Regions from separate parts of the Mus musculus genome. Here region 2 is linked to region 1. A link is a contact called in public capture Hi-C data. All regions are on one chromosome and are shown on one strand. The core of a region is the stretch at or near the end of the contact, and the rest is flanking DNA. Distances in the headings are between cores, read along the strand shown.

Region 1 (3,229 bases), core at 470-2,969:
ACACACCTATTGTCCAGGAAGGACAAACACACCTGTCAACGTGACAATGTCACAACAGTGCCACCATCCTTTCAGGGTCAGCCAGATAGTCTCTGACCTAAAGAGACCCAGCAAAGGGCTGAGGAAAAGAGGAGGTCCTACTTAAGGTGACCAAACAGCCAGCCACAACGAAACACCACACATGGCTGCACCAGAATCACAACCACATAAACACTGACACATGGCACTGTCACCCAGAGTGTGCACACAGAGCATCAAGTAACACCCACAGTTACAGCCCCACAGGCAACAGCAGACGCCCTGACACATGGCAAAGGAAGGCTGGGAGTGGTGTGGCCAGAAGCCGGGCATCCCACCTGGGGAAGAGCCACCAGAGTCACCCTATGATATCGCTCCATCTGTGTGGAAAAGGCAGCAGGCAGTCCCAACAACAGTTAAACACACACCCAGTGTCACTGCAGCCCATGGCCACAGTGTCCCTACGTCTGACCCAGGGGCAGCTTTGGAAAACACTAGGGTGCTCCGTGTAGTTCGGGTGTCAGTCCAAAAACATACACACCCACCGTGACGGGGTTCAGGCACAGACTGCCAGACTCTGGGTAGTAAGGCTGACTGATGGCCCTGGGTCCCCAGTCGGCCAGGCCGCCCCTGCCAGGGTCCTCACCTGCCAGCCGGCCCCCGCCGGCAACGAGCCCCTCCGCGGACGGCCATGGGGCGCTGGGGGCCGCGGCTGCGCCATCCCGAGCCCCAGCCCCGGCGGCGCTGTAAGCCGGCCCGGCCCGGGGCCCCGTAGCCCGAGCTCTGCGCTCCTGTCCCGCCCGCCGCCGCTCTGCCTTCTCTGGGCTCACCCTGCTGCCGGGCCCGAGGGGGCGGGGCGCCAGGTGCGGGAGGCGCGGAGGAGGGGCGGGGCGGAAGGCCACCACGCCCACTCGCGGGGCGGCCGGGCAAGGGGCCCAGGACACTGCGCCTGCGCGCGGGAAGCCTCAGGCACTTCTGTGAGCAGCTGTGTCTTCCCAGACTGGAGACCCTGCCTCTGGGCTTCAAGGACAAGGTTCTTGGGACAGCTGTGCCCAGGGAATGCAGGAGTACTGGAGATGGTGCTTAAGCACTTTCTTTGCTGGACCCTTTGCGTGTCTCACCAGATCGCCATAACCAAGGAGGTACAAATGTCTTCACTAGAAAATCATATTCCAAGAGGTGCAATAGCTTTTTTTGCTAGAAAACCCCGGGATCCCTGGAAGAGTCTGAAGCTGCAGAGTCTCTGGCACCTCCATTGGCTCAGTTTACCATCTGTAAATTACAAGGCTTCTGAAACGACACCCCCCACCCCCAACTTGACCCTGAAGTCCTTGTGTCTTAGGCTGGTGCAGCCAGTCTGCAGCAGGGACAGACCCCAAGACAGATGCTGGAGAAGTCTGGATGCTCTAGGGGCAGGACTGTCCTCCAGCTAGGGGCGGGGGGCAGATCTCCTACAGCTTCCCAGAAGTGCTGTCTACTACCCTCTGTCCCCAGGGCCAGGGAGCTCCTGAAAGGAAGGCAGGCAGCACTTTCCCTGCCCTCCCAGACCTGGCCCAGGGTCAGGTTTAGACCTAGAGAGCCAGCGGGAACACCAGAGATGTGCATTCCAGACACCGAGTAGCTTTGGCTTTAATAATTAACAACAGCAAATATTGATTTATGCAACCACTTCCAGGCCTGCACACTTCCGGGTACCCAACACAATGCAGCCAGAAGAGCATCTTTTCCTACCGTGGCCCTGGGGGAGGCCAAAGCTGCTCAAATCACCGGCGATATGTAGGCCAGGTAGAGTGGATGCCGCCTGCGTATGTGTCTAGGTCCTTATCTGTGTACATGTGTGTCTCCAAGGCTAGTCGTGGCTCTACGTGACATACTGCATTGCTGTAGCATAGAAGTACCCGTGGGTAGGAAGGGGTGGGTAGGGACGCCTGGGGGGGTATTTACTTTCTATCTCCTTTATGTGTTCATGAGCAAGTCTGAATACACTATAGATATATGTACTTGTGTCTGTCTGTCTGTCTGAATGTGGTCTGGCTCCCAGGTTAGGTATAGGTAGGCCAAGTATGCACATGTATGCAGATTTTACAGTCCCTGAGTACTGCAGAGGGTAGCTCGGTGTCTATTTAAATGTGGCTCCCCAAAGAAAAGAAAATACAACCCCTGCACAGCTCTGGGGACACAGTAATACTGATTATTTCCAAAGCACTTCCAAAGGCGCTGCCCAGTGACGAGCTGGCAAGGTCAATAGAGAAGACACTCTCAGCCATGCAATGGTGACACACACCTTTAGTCCCAGAACTCAGGAGACAGAGGCAGGTAGATCTTTGTGAGTCCAAGGCCAGCCTGGTCTACAGAGTGTGTTCCAGGACAGCCAGCATTACACAAGGAAACCCTGTCTTGAAAAACTAAAGAAGAAGAAGAAAGAGAAGGAGGAGGAGGAGGAGGCAGAGGAGGGGAGGAGCAACAGTAGCAGCAGCAGCTGTCTACTCTATGTTAGAGGTGGGACTTGCCCTTAGGTACAGGGAGGTTACATGCCCCTCAAACTGGTTCCAGTATCATTGTAAATATGTAACAGAATAGGGTATTGAGGAAAACTGGAGAGTATCCCAGGCAGGTTCCCTCAGCTCACCAATAGCCTGCTGGAAATCCAAATGAGTCACTCTGGGAGCTGGTTTCAGTTCACAGAATGGGTCCTAGTCTGGAGGAGGGGTGCACTGTGGGGCTGTGGCGGTCTGAAGCTCACTGTCTGCGCTGCGTTAGCATGATTGGAAAGTGGGAGCCAACTGGGTGGAGGCCAGGAGGCTGAAGGATAGCGGCTTCCTTGGTAACTGAAGGGCCCACCTTGGGCTCTCTGAGCCTCAGGCTCCGAGGATCTGCAACATTAGCCTTCCCTCCAGATGGAAGGGCCAAAACCCAGGCAGGACAAACAACAGTCCCATGGCCAGGGGGAAGCCTCACTCTCAAACCCAGCTGTTCAAGCAAGTGGCTGCCATCAAGTGGCTGTTTCCTGAGGACTACTGTAGCCTTGTCCAGGGCTGTTGCCCTCCAGGGAAGGCAGGAGGTCTCAGGAGCCCTTGTGCTACTGATAGCATCCTTGCTTGGGTTCTCCATGGAGATGGAGGTCCTATGCATAGAAGACATTTCTTGGACCTTCATCCTCCTGGCCTAGGAAAGGTGTCAGTCCTTACTGTAGGGCAGAGCTCTGGGGGAG
Region 2 (3,229 bases), core at 459-2,958, 430 kb before region 1:
CACAAGAGCTGAGTTTAAGCAGTCAACAGATATCAAAAAGAAGTAGAAAGGGTGAGCTTATCAGCAGGAAGTGTCCGAGGCTGGACCACTCTAGATCTGGATAAAATTGTACAGAGGCTAGAAGCTCCCGGGACTAGGCCTAGGTTAGCAAATGGAGGCAGTAAGCCTCAGCGAGGACAATTATATCAGGCTAATAAAAATTACGTTTATGGGCCTGGAGAGATGGCTCAGCAGTTAAGAACACTGACTGCTCTTCCAGAGGTACTGAGTTCAATTCCCAGCAAACACATGGTAGCTCACAACTACCTGTAATGAGATCTGACGCCCTCTTCTGGTGCGTCTGAAGACAGCTATAGTGTACTCATATAAATAAATCTTAAAAAAAAAAAAAAAAACTTACGTTTACACCAGAGTTCAATTCTTAGGTCCCACAAGGTGGAAGAACACATTCTCTCACAAGCTATGCCCTGACAGCCACATACAGCGTGTTGCACACTCACACAAAATAAGCAAAATGTAAAAAGTAAGAACAGAATAAAATGTTTGACTAGCCTATGGAAGTCCAAAGTATTATAAAATCCAACAGGTTTGCAATTTCACACCCACAACAAGCCCGGCAGGGTTTATCCAAGCCACTGACTGGCAGGTCCTAGAACCTCAACAGTCTCCGCCTACAGCTACAGGCAGTCACGTGTCTGCACTGCCCTAGAGAACCCATGCTACATCTCCATCCCTGGGAGGTGTATTTTTATCAACCCTGTAACTCAGAGCCAGAGGCTGCCTCCATAGCTCCACCGTCTCTCTTGTCACAATGGGACTCTTCATGCAGGAAGGAGCCTGGCTCTAGTAACTACCTGCCTGCCTGTCATAAAGACCCAGATTCTGCTTTTCATTAGAATAAAAGCAACTGACAGCTGCTGAACCTTCCAGAAGTTCAGATGAACTAGGTTGGAACATGACAAGACGGCTGAAGACAGAAGAAATACAGTTTAGGGGTATGGCACATGGAAGCTGTGGTAGTAGAATTTCATGTTTAAGACCAGCGTGGACCCAGGGAATTCAAAGCCATGGTGGACTACACAGAAAAGGCTTGTTGCAAAAAGCCAACCGCCGCTACTGCTGTTACCACTGACGGTAATTCCAGCCAATTGCTATCGGCACAGGATGAAATAAGGAGCCACAACGTCAAACTGATTTTTTATTCATATTCACTCCTTCCATAGACGCAAGCAGAGGGCTCGAGGCACTAGGACACCGAGCCTGTCCTTGCCTTTCAGTCGAGAATTGGAGTGGAAGGCAGGGCTGCAGTTCTCGGCAACTTGGCCCTCTCAAGTCCAGGCTGCCCGAGGGACTCGGTCCAGCACTTACGTTTGTTCAATGATAAAACTGTTTTTGCTGCTTTTCTGTATTTCTGGGATTTTTTTTAGATTGTGAAGAGATTTTACTTTTTCACCACAATCTGATAATGAGAATGAAGAGAGTACGGCTGCCAGCGGAGAAAGTATGAATTACAAGAGGCCCCTTCTCTTCCTTTCAAATCACTGCGGACTCTGTGACTGATCCTCCAGTTTGAAGACAGTGTGCACAGAGTCCAGGGCTCAGGACACAAGTGACACAAAACTGTGTTATGTGCTTTACCACGGCTGAGGTGGGACCAAGGGCATTGTCACAGGCTTATACATAAACAGAGTAGAATGTTCCAGTAATGGAATTCTCTGGGAGTTCCCACCCTAGACACCTGGGCTTCCCCCTCCTCTTCCCATAGGGCTTCTGTTCACATGAGGTCTCTTCTCAGCCCCTGCCCTTCAGTTGGCACTATACCAGCGTCCTCACATTCCCAGGCCTCGACTGGGTTCCTTTTGGCTGCGGACACACCCTTGACATTTTGGTTTTTTCACTTTAGAAATTCCCATAGGAATCTAGAAAAGAAAAGCTGTCAATTTCTCTAGGAAACAAGGAAAAGCTGAGAGAAGAGAACTACAATGGAGTCTGTGGGGCGACGGTGCGCACCTTTGATTCCAGTACTCGAGGGGCAGAGGCAGATGGCTGGCTGCAAGTTCTAGGCTGGCCTGGTCAACACAGCAAATTCCACGACAACCAGGGCTACAAGGTAAGACCTTACCAAAACCAAACAAAACCAACAAGCCCCCCAAACCACCAACCAAATCAACCACACACACAGTGAAGCCATGAATGAGCCTCGAGAATCAGGCCAGAGAACCAGGCCGACGACGTCGACGCACGGATGATGGATCACTGGGAAAGACAGAGAGAAGAAGCTACCGGACTCGGCTGAAAGGCAGGACTTCTGCTCTCCCAAAAGCAGCCAAGTAAGCACACTGAGTTTTCCCTCGTTGCTTCACCGTTACTGCTCACAGGGCTGTCGGACGATGGCATCCGAGGGAGCTCGGTTGGTACTTGCACTAACGGCCTTCAGTTTACATTTTACTTCTAATCTTAGCGTAATTTCCCCTATCATTTGAGTTTAATTTACTTTTCTTTTAATTGTTTCTGAAGGTGGATGCTGAGGCCAACAGAATGAAGATACTTTAACAATATATTCAATTAGTGGTTTTAATTTCCATATTAATATCACCTTTGCAGTGTGCTATGCACAATAAATCTTCGCCCAAAATGTTCATATGACATTGACCCCTATGACTCAAACCTTTGTGTGGCAAAGTGCCCTTGATTATGTGGTAAAATGAAGTATCTTTGGATGAATAGGAAACTAGACACCATGTAATCAAAAGGCCTTTTGGGGTTGGGAGCGGGGGGGGGGGGGAAGACACGACACAGTTCAGTTGTTAAGAGCCCTGGCTACTACTCTAATAGAGGACCTGAGTTCCCACGTGGCATTTCCAGGGAATCCAATATGCACACACACATACTCACATACGTACGCAAAACACCAATGGATTAAAAAAAAAAAAAGGCCTTTTTAAGTAGAGGAAGCAGGAGAACTGAGGGAGATGTGAGAAGGGGCCTGGCTGGCAAGGAACTGTGGTGAGAAGGCAGGAGAACGGTGGTGGGGTCTAGATGCCTGTAAAACAGCAAGCAGGGATTGATGAACAATAAAGCAGCTTTTTATTTATGTGCATACTGTGTGTGCCATGTGTGTGCAGTGCCTGCAGAGAGCAGAAGAGATGGTTTGGTCCCCTGGAGCTGGAGTTACAGGCATTTGTGGGGTACCGGGCTTCTTTCTTATTTGGGATCCAAACTCGGATTT

Evidence for each region. Capture Hi-C pulls out chosen DNA fragments and counts their contacts.
Region 2: a contact with region 1 is called in a capture Hi-C map of macrophages, with 3 times the contacts expected there. The contact joins the promoter of 1700095J12Rik here to the promoter of Rap1gapos in region 1. A contact is called at or near these places in 5 of 39 promoter capture datasets (the 3T3-L1 cell line, embryonic stem cells, frontonasal cranial neural crest and 2 more) and 1 of 9 other capture datasets (macrophages).

The regions. Positions count from the first base shown.
Region 1 is chr4:137,705,096-137,708,324 of GRCm38.p6, reverse strand. Rap1gapos (RAP1 GTPase activating protein, opposite strand) reads left to right here and starts at 1,719. Exons shown (of 2, transcript NR_138594.1): 1 at 1,719-1,803. It overlaps Rap1gap (Rap1 GTPase-activating protein), which reads right to left and starts at 858. Exons shown (of 24, transcript NM_001379234.1): 1 at 665-858. The coding sequence starts at 739.
Region 2 is chr4:138,136,997-138,140,225 of GRCm38.p6, reverse strand. 1700095J12Rik (RIKEN cDNA 1700095J12 gene) reads left to right here and starts at 1,708. Exons shown (of 2, transcript NR_126429.1): 1 at 1,708-2,330; 2 at 2,518-2,646. The region is part of intron 12 of Eif4g3 (eukaryotic translation initiation factor 4 gamma, 3); the gene reads right to left.